Linked DNA regions of Mus musculus: regions 2 and 3 are each linked to region 1. The links are chromatin contacts, called in public ChIA-PET and promoter capture Hi-C maps. All regions are on one chromosome and are shown on one strand. Each heading gives the region's core, a stretch centred on a gene start, on an enhancer-like site or on the middle of the called end of the contact. The rest is flanking DNA. Distances are from core to core; before and after follow the strand shown.

Region 1 (2,700 bases), core at 65-2,564:
TTGAGTCAAGGGGGAAAGCAGATAAAAGTTAGGAAAAATTTAAGGCACAGCTTGAGGACAAAGGACATGAATTCGTCCAAAACAAAAGGGCAGAATAAAATCATGAGAGAAAAGTTTTCGGACAAAGAAAGAGAAAGAAGGACACAAAGAAAGAAATCAATGCAGATTGCCAGGCTAAAGGTGCTGAGCAGTAGTTTAAAGGTGGTAGAGTCTCATGAAATTACTAATGTTCTTATTAACTAAAAGTAAGAGGGTAGTGGTAAGAGGGGTGAGCGACAGGGAATCTAAAAGAAATAAGAGAGCTGGGAATCCCAAAGACAAAGTCACATCTCAATAAACATTCAATGATAAGAGCTGTCAAACTCGTTTCTACTCACAGTTGTTCACACGGACACAAAACTGTGTCGTTCCACTGGAGTCCGTGAAAACTCTGGAAGGGAACGGGGAGTTGCTCCTGAACATAAGAGAGTTGTCCACACATACCCAACTTGAAGATCTGTGAGGAAAGGTGAAGATACTTAAGAGAGAGACATGGAGTACATCTAGGGAAGGGGGCCTTACCCCACCAATGTCTGATGCCAATAAGAGGGGTCTCTGGGCAGAGGTGCAACACTCAGGTTTTGTTTTACTGGATGGCTCAGCATTCCCAGGAAAGCCCAAGGGGACATCCGACCGGGAGACAGCGGGTAGGAAACTCACTCTTACTCCTCCACCGGAGGAGCACCGCAGCTCACCTTACACTACCAGGAAGACAGAAGGAAAAGACTGTTCTGGGATGGAGAAGATCGCAGTCCTTGTCACAGCAGCAGTTTAAATCGCAGGTACCCGGAGTCAAGTCACAGACACAGATCGGTAAAGCTGTAAGTACAAGAAGAAAAGCGAGATGAAGCTCCCCCAAAGTTTTCCCGCGCGGACAGCCCCAGTGCCAGCTACGTGGCAGGGCAATTTTGTCTACACAATTTTAGATCTGAGAAGTCAGTATTTCCATCCCGTATCCCGCCGCATCACCTGGAAAGGGGTCGGTGGTCGCGTTCACGGGCATCGATAGAGTCCAGGGAGTCGGACTCTCAGACGAATCCGGAGGAGCTGAGGTTGGCACTTCGGGCGTCACTGGCTCCAGGCCCCAGGAGGTGGGGAAAGCCCGGGCTGTGGAGGAGGGCTGCGGTCGGGCGGTCTCAGAAAGCATCAGGACCACCAGCAGCAGCAGGTGCAGCTGCAGGGTGCACATAAGGCAGCCTGGCCGCAGAGCGGTGCGACAGGAGCCTGGGTCTCCAGATACGTCCCAGGAGCCCTGGGAAGAAGAGTCGCGTACTTCGTCATCAGCTTCCGTCTGCGCATTGGCTCAGGCGGGAGCCGGGTGCTCTTCAGCCAATGGAAGGCCGTGTTGTTACGACCCTGAGCGTCCTTCATGCTGCTCTCCTCCTTAGCGGCGCGTGGTTCCCGTTACCTGGCAACCGCTGGGAGCCTCGGGGGCGAAGGCGTCTTTGCCTGATCCCGCCGCTAGATGGCAGCTGGCAGAGGGTTGGCGCGCTTTACGGACCTGGAAGAATTGGATGAAGTCATCACTGAGAGGAAGACCAAGAGGCACAAACTGAGATCTTACCAAGGTAAGAGGCCCTTTCTCTGGAAACACCATGAACTCAAGGAGAAAAACATAGAAAGTCACATCCCTTACGTGTGCCGGGAAACTGAGTACCTGATCACAAAGTTTAGGCCAAACTGGCTACTGAGTGAGACTCTGATCCCTAAAACAAAGACAAATGAACAAAGTCCCAATGATGGCATGAGAGATGGCTCAGCTTCTAAGAATATTTGTTTTTGTTTTTGTTTTTTTCAAAGAACTGGGGTTCGCTTCCCAGAACCCACAAGGTGTCTCACAACCATCCGCTGCTCCAGTTCCAGGAGATCCATTGCCTGTGCCATCTTCTGGCCTCAGTGGGCGCCATCTGACACCCGCAGGTGCAAAGACTCAAGCAGGCAAAACACTCCTCTGCATAAAATCTAAAATAAAATTTAAAAATGTCTCCACTTTAATTACTATGGTATTTTTTAAAAAGCATAATAAAACAATGCTTATTTCAACTCCACGAGTTTCTTTATTCCCCGCTCCCTGTCGCCTAGTCACAGTTTCATGTAGCCCAGGCTGACCCTCAAACTCAAGATGTGGTCAAAGATGGCTGAATTTCTGAACCTCCTGGGTCTGGAATTTTAGTCATATAGGCCACCTTCATGCACTCCTGCCAAACACTCTATCAAGTTAAATTTTATTTTATTTTTTAAAAAGTGTTAGTTAGTGCATTATATCAATAAATGTGATCTGTATATTTGTTGCTGGAAAGGGTAGTAAGGGAAGAGGTTCAGGACAAGAAAACAGGATGGAGAAGAGTATGAGGACTTAGAGAAAGTTACAATTTAGAAACATTTTCTGAGGAGAAAGTAAAGATACAGAGATGGAAATAGCCAAGGAACCAAGAAGCAAGCTAGCTGATTGCTCTTTTACGGTTTTATCATTAAGTTCTGAAACACTCTCTAGTATGTGCTTGCTCTTCTCAGGAGTGGCGTGGCCCTTCTGCATGCCTAATAGCACAAACATTCTGTATTTGCACTAATCTGAGACACAGGCAGGCATGGCTATGGCACACATGATAGGCATGCAATGCCTGAGCTGTTAAATATTTAATTTTAAAATTGTGACTCAAG
Region 2 (2,700 bases), core at 91-2,590, 150 kb after region 1:
CGCGTGAGAGACCTGAGTTTGATTCCAGAACCCAGGTCAAAAAGCCAGATGTGGTGGCGTGCATGTGTAATACTGGTACCCCAGAGAGGCAGGACCCTGGTGATCTGGCCTCGTCTACTTGGCAAATTCCAGGCCAATTAGAGACTGTCTCAGACGGTCTCTCAGAAGAGGATGGAGGGCACCTAAGGACAGCGCCAAGCCTGTGCTTTGTCCTGACTCTCAGGAGCGCAATGCGACGCACGCACGCACGCGCACACACACACACCCACGCGCACACACACACACCCAAATCTGTGGGACAGTCTTTATTGTTTGTATTCTATAGATAAGGAAAGTAAGGCTGGGGAGTTGAGCATCCACAGAGCAGGGAAGTGTGGGTATCAGAACCCCCACCTGTGTTCGCTGTGTCTTGTTGTTGTTGTCCTTGTCTAAAAAAGTGTCTCCTCACACTGTGGTCTCCATATTACTCCTCACGTCTGTCTCTCCAGTTTTCGTTCCTGCACAGTCAGCTACCGACCCCTCTGTTCTCTCACATCTTCCTGTTCCTTCTCAAACTAGTGCACACTCCTCAACCAGTTGCTGCTGTGTGCTTGCCCCTCTTCCTCCACCCCCCGCTCCCAGTTCCCATTCTCACCCCTTCCTGATTCATCCATCTCGCTATCCTTACTGTCTGCCCTGTACCATGACTTTCTCCTTCACCTTTACGTTTTCTCAGGGCCCTGCCACCCGGAGCCTACTGCTTCCAACTCTCCCATCTCTCTGTGTATCGCCCAGCTCTCCGGGACCAGGTCCTCTCTGCCCTCTCCAGTTCTCTCCGTTCTATTTCTCCGTGGCTCTTTAACTGATTTTGTTGGCCTTGGGTTCACCCCCCCCCCGCCCCCTCCCCCCAGGATATAAATCGTCTACCGACAGCTGTTCATTATAAGGCACGGACTGTAATCTCGTCGTTTGAGAGATGAGGCCAGCCTGAGCTGCCTAGTGAGACCCTGTCTTGGAAAACAAAATCAGCAAAGCCCTCAGAACACCTATAAAACTTTACCTTTAAAAAACCTGAGCAAATACAACACCACCACCACCCAGAACCTTAATACAGAAACAAGAAGGGAAAAAATAAACACCGCATGAAATCTTCTGTCCTGGGAAAAATGACTGTTACCATTTCCCACAATGCTCTCTCTGCGCATGCGCCCACGCTTTCTAGAAACAGAACGCTCACTGGCAGAAAGAACTAGCAGTGCTGGTTCCATTTTCCTGGTTCTCCAGCCTGATCCTGTTGGTGCCAGGTTAGCTTCTGTGTCATTCTCATACCTCATGCCTAGTTCTGCACATGTCTGTAGGTTCCGCTTTAAGACTGCCTGCCATCAGACTCACGTTTCTGTACTTTCACGGTGCCGCCCTGGTGTAAGCCAACACAGACACAGACTCTCGCCTGCATCGTTGCCAGGCCTTCCCCCCAACCCTACCCCCATCCCCAAATTCACTGGGCACTCGGAGCAATCCTGTAAAAAGCAAAGACTTTTCTCTCGCTTAACCCCGTCTAAGGGTTTCCTGGTTCGCTTATGAGGAAAGCAAAGTCTTTTCAGCTTTTCCCGGGTCCTGCATGACCCGCCCACTTAGCTGTGCGCACTCTTTTGCGTGCGCTCTCTCATTTCTTCTGTTTTCCTCCTCTGCCACCTAACCCCACCCCCACCCCCCGCCCCGCCCCCTGCTCCTTACTTACAGGGCCCAGGGCTTTACAGTTATTTACCTGCCTTGAAAGCTCCTCTCATATCCATACTGCATCCCTCACTACCCTCGGGACTCTATGTGAATGACACATGATTAAAGATGCTGGGCCTAGAAGGTCCTAACTAAAATAATAGCCCCGACCCACCGAGTTCCGAGCTCTCTGTGCCTTTACCCTGCTTCATTCTTCCTCATAATTCTTAGTGTTGCCCAATATAGATATTTTGGTCTGTTTATTCTCCTCCTGGCATGTATTAGGTATTCAATATCTGAATATCAAAATACGTTTTTTTTTTCCATCCTTCCCAAGATCTTAAATACAAAGAAAGCCAGCTGACCTTCCAGAAATTCGAGATACCGGTTAAGGGGTAGGATTTTCTGAGAAAAGGGGACCTTCTTCCCTGTTCTTCCCACATAGCGGAGTGCAGGCACCAGATGCTATGCGGGGACACTTTTCCTTCTCACAGAGCAAGTATGAAAGAAGTGAAGCAAAGGGTGAGGCCCCAGACCGGGCTGGGCATGCTGGAGTGCAGGTTAGATGACCGCAACTTGGAGTTATCTGGGAAAGCTATCTTCCTGCCAGAAGGCCCTGGGAAGCTACTGCCCCTGTCCCACCAATATCTTTTACAAGAAGCTGAATTTGAGTGTGGCTCCTTCCTGCCGAGAGAAAGATGGTCCAACCTCATCCGTGAACCTAGGGCGAAGTCTGAGGATGCTCTCAGAAGGTTCTGGTGGTCTCTTTGTAGCGAGGGAGGGATGCTCCTTCGAGATAGGACAGCATCCCCCCCCCCTTGTTACTCAATGCTCATTGATGTCCACCTACATTTCAATCTCCTCAGCTTAGACTCCATCCCACAGCAGCCACCAGCACAAGGAATGCTCTGCTGCGAGCTGCTTACTGAAGACCAGGAAGGTGACGGTTTGGGGTAGCAGCTGGGTTGGACTAAATGAGAAAGAGTTGGGCAGACAGGTGCT
Region 3 (2,700 bases), core at 6-2,505, 220 kb before region 1:
ACAATGAGGATGAGAGGGCGAGGCTGGAGCTTACAGCGTGTCTTTGGGTGGGACTCAACACCCTGCCCATGTCTGTTTGGGGGTGGGGTGGGGGGAAGTAATGAGAAAGCAAGTTTCCTTTCCCCCTGCTCTTTATTCCTGCCCCCAACACCCCCTCTTCCATGGGGAGGAAACCACAAAACTCACAGCACATCCCAGACCACATGGCAACCCCAGGGAGCGCCTAGCCCCATCAAGAGAGTAAGTGACTGGTGTTATAAAACTATTAGGAAAGCCAAACCTTGGTCATAGGAACATCAGGCAAACTGGCAAATCTACAGCCCAGCTGTACGATCCTGGACGCATAGCCAGATCTGTCCAACTTCTGAGCTCCACCCATCCCACTCTGACTACACAGAACTTTGAATCAGAAATGTACACCCCCCCCCCCACCTCTTGGAGAGGAGAGGCAGGAAGGAACTGCAGGCGAAGCCAGAGAGGGGCTGGAGTGCTCTGGGAAATGGCCCTGAGTATCACACGGGGAGTCACCATCCAACATCTACAGGAGCTGCTTCACATTCAGCCTGACTCAGAGGTTTGAGGCCAGGCTAACTCTCCCGGAAACACAGTTTTCACAGAAGTATTGGGAGTTGCAAACTTCTCAGGAGAGAGCCCCACTACAAAGAAGGTTCAGCCTCTACAGTAAGCCTTCTAAAGCAAGGAAGACAAGGCTGCAGCCTCAGGCTCTTCCCTTACTCCTCCCTGGCTTACACACTTGCAGACAGACCACACACACGCACACGCACACGCACACTCGCGCGCGCGCGCACACACGCACACACAGAGGAAACAACTTAGGGAGAGGAAATGCCTTCTACACATGCGAGGATTAGGGCTCACAGTATGGTGTTAGGAGCAAAGAAGGAAAGAAACCATGCATGATCGGACAATTAAAAGAAACAGCCCCAAAGAGAGATACCTGGAGGGAGTACTAGGCCTGAAGGGCTTTTCACTGTCTTCACGGGAATTATTTTAACAGCAGATATAGAGCGAGCACGGAAAGGGTCGGCTGTTGGAAACACAAGAGGGTAAACGGTGCATCCAGAAACAACATTTGGGAGCCGCTCAGGCAAGTCGAGGAACTGTGTGGGGACAATAGGAGGAAACTGCCTACGCCACAAGAACAATGAAGAGAGCCGTGGATGCAGTCCTTAAAAATAGCCTGCTTTCTCTCTCTGGGGTTCTGGGCCAAGATGGCTGAAGCTTTCTGAGGCCATCACTCAGATGGAGTTGATCCATGGGTATTGGCAGCCCCTGGCACAGGGAGCTTGCCAGGGCTGGACAGAGATGTACAGAGACACAGATGGCCTGGCAAGTAGAGGAAGGGGGATACAATCAGAGTACGAGGTGTCCCTTAGGAACAGTGGGTCATCTGCTGTACAACCGGGAATTTGAGGACGGGGCCATGGCTGTAGGTTGAGTGCAGCTAAAAGGGGGAATGCCCTTGTAGACTGCCTGGTCCTTCAGGCCTCAAAGCTGCTTCTTTCAAAGCATACCTTTTAGGGTCCTGTACCTGCTCTGACCCCCATCTGCTGGGAAACAGATGGTGCTGCTTAATCCCACTCTTTGCTAGAAAAGAGGTGCCAAGTGGATGAGGAAGGCTCTGGACAGCACCCCAGTACACAGCGCTGGATGCCGAGACCCCATTTCTTGCCTGCCTAGACCACCCATCTCAATGACAGGCACATCACCAAACCTCCCTTGCAGATGCAGCATGGTGCCAGAGTAACCCCAATGGACTGTGCCCAGGGGTCTCAGAGTCACAGAAAACAGAATGACACGGGGTAGGTCTGCTTGGAAATAAGAGACTATTGACTCAGCACCACGTGACTGGGATTGCCAAGTGGGCAGGAAGGAATGGAAGGAAAGTGGACAGCGCCCATTCTGTCCATCCTGCTGCTGCTTCGGAAGGCACACAGCACGCACACAGTCTATGTTTACAATAACTGAGACAGGAGCGACAATTCTGCATAGATCTAGATTGAATGAACTTCTCACAGGAATCCTGTTCACTGTACCTTACAATCACTTGGGAGACTGCGCTGGGGTGGGAAGCAGATTTGGGGTGCTGTTTTCAGCCAATCACTCAGTCACTTGTTCTACCTTTGTTCTCAAGTGCAGAGGCTGAGGCAGGAGCCCAGTTATCCTGGCTCGGTGTCCATTGCAGGCCATTCTGATGACCTTTAGGTTACACCTGTCTCCTTGTTTCCTACCAAACGTGAGTCTAGCTAAGGCAGAGGGAAGCCATCACTACTGCTGTGATGTATCTCACACACACATCCTCCCCCCCCCAACATCACACACAAACTCTTTTAATAAAAGTTTCTTCTATATACAGATTTAAAGAGTGAAACTGGTGATCCCAGGATTTCAGAAGCCCCTCCCATGCTCCCAGTTTAAATATTCCCTTGCAGCCCTCCCACAGCACGCCCCCCCTCAATATTCCCTACGTGCAAGACAGCCAAGACAGCCCCAAGACCCTAAGAGTATAGCTCACAAGAACTGAATGGAGGAGGGCAGCAAGCTAGGGAGGTGAGGGATAAAAATGGCATAGATGTCCTGTGCCCAAGGAACTCAGCCTCATGCCACCCAGGCCTCCCACCCCTCATCTTCTGCCCTCTGTCTTCTCTCTCCGGAGGATTCCTCCTGAGTGCACATCTT

What was found. Promoter capture Hi-C pulls out the DNA fragments that hold promoters and counts their contacts. ChIA-PET counts read pairs in DNA pulled down with a chosen protein or histone mark.
Region 2: an RNA polymerase II ChIA-PET map of memory CD8 T cells shows a contact between it and region 1, with 14 read pairs. The contact joins the enhancer-like site here to the promoter of Tctn3 in region 1. A contact is called at or near these places in 3 of 39 promoter capture datasets (the HPC-7 cell line, HPC-7-derived erythroid cells and second pharyngeal arch cranial neural crest), 3 of 115 datasets of contacts at active chromatin or transcription factors (the 230-238 cell line, embryonic hindbrain and memory CD8 T cells) and 4 of 9 other capture datasets (adipose tissue, liver, macrophages and 1 more).
Region 3: a promoter capture Hi-C map of the HPC-7 cell line shows a contact between it and region 1, with 4 times the contacts expected there. The contact joins the enhancer-like site here to the promoter of Tctn3 in region 1. A contact is called at or near these places in 7 of 39 promoter capture datasets (the C10 cell line, the HPC-7 cell line, HPC-7-derived erythroid cells and 4 more), 1 of 484 Hi-C or Micro-C datasets (pre-B cells), 2 of 115 datasets of contacts at active chromatin or transcription factors (bone marrow-derived macrophages and stem cell-derived neural progenitor cells) and 2 of 9 other capture datasets (adipose tissue and liver).

Annotation. Positions count from the first base shown.
Region 1 is chr19:40,610,917-40,613,616 of GRCm38.p6, forward strand. Tctn3 (tectonic family member 3) reads right to left here and starts at 1,315. Exons shown (of 14, transcript NM_026260.3): 1 at 1,009-1,315; 2 at 735-858; 3 at 378-496. The coding sequence starts at 1,228. It also overlaps a transcript of Entpd1 not described here.
Region 2 is chr19:40,760,896-40,763,595 of GRCm38.p6, forward strand. All of the region lies in intron 6 of Cc2d2b (coiled-coil and C2 domain containing 2B), which reads left to right. Among named protein-coding and RNA genes, the nearest start is that of Cc2d2b, 13 kb to the left of the region's middle. Within about 2 kb of position 1,341, at least 39 of the 459 cell types and tissues checked have an H3K27ac peak or open chromatin away from gene starts, as enhancers often do. A contact at or near this core is called in memory CD8 T cells, where this site is marked.
Region 3 is chr19:40,394,721-40,397,420 of GRCm38.p6, forward strand. All of the region lies in intron 4 of Sorbs1 (sorbin and SH3 domain containing 1), which reads right to left. Among named protein-coding and RNA genes, the nearest start is that of A930028N01Rik, 99 kb to the left of the region's middle. Within about 2 kb of position 1,256, at least 51 of the 459 cell types and tissues checked have an H3K27ac peak or open chromatin away from gene starts, as enhancers often do. A contact at or near this core is called in the HPC-7 cell line, adipose tissue and liver, where this site is marked.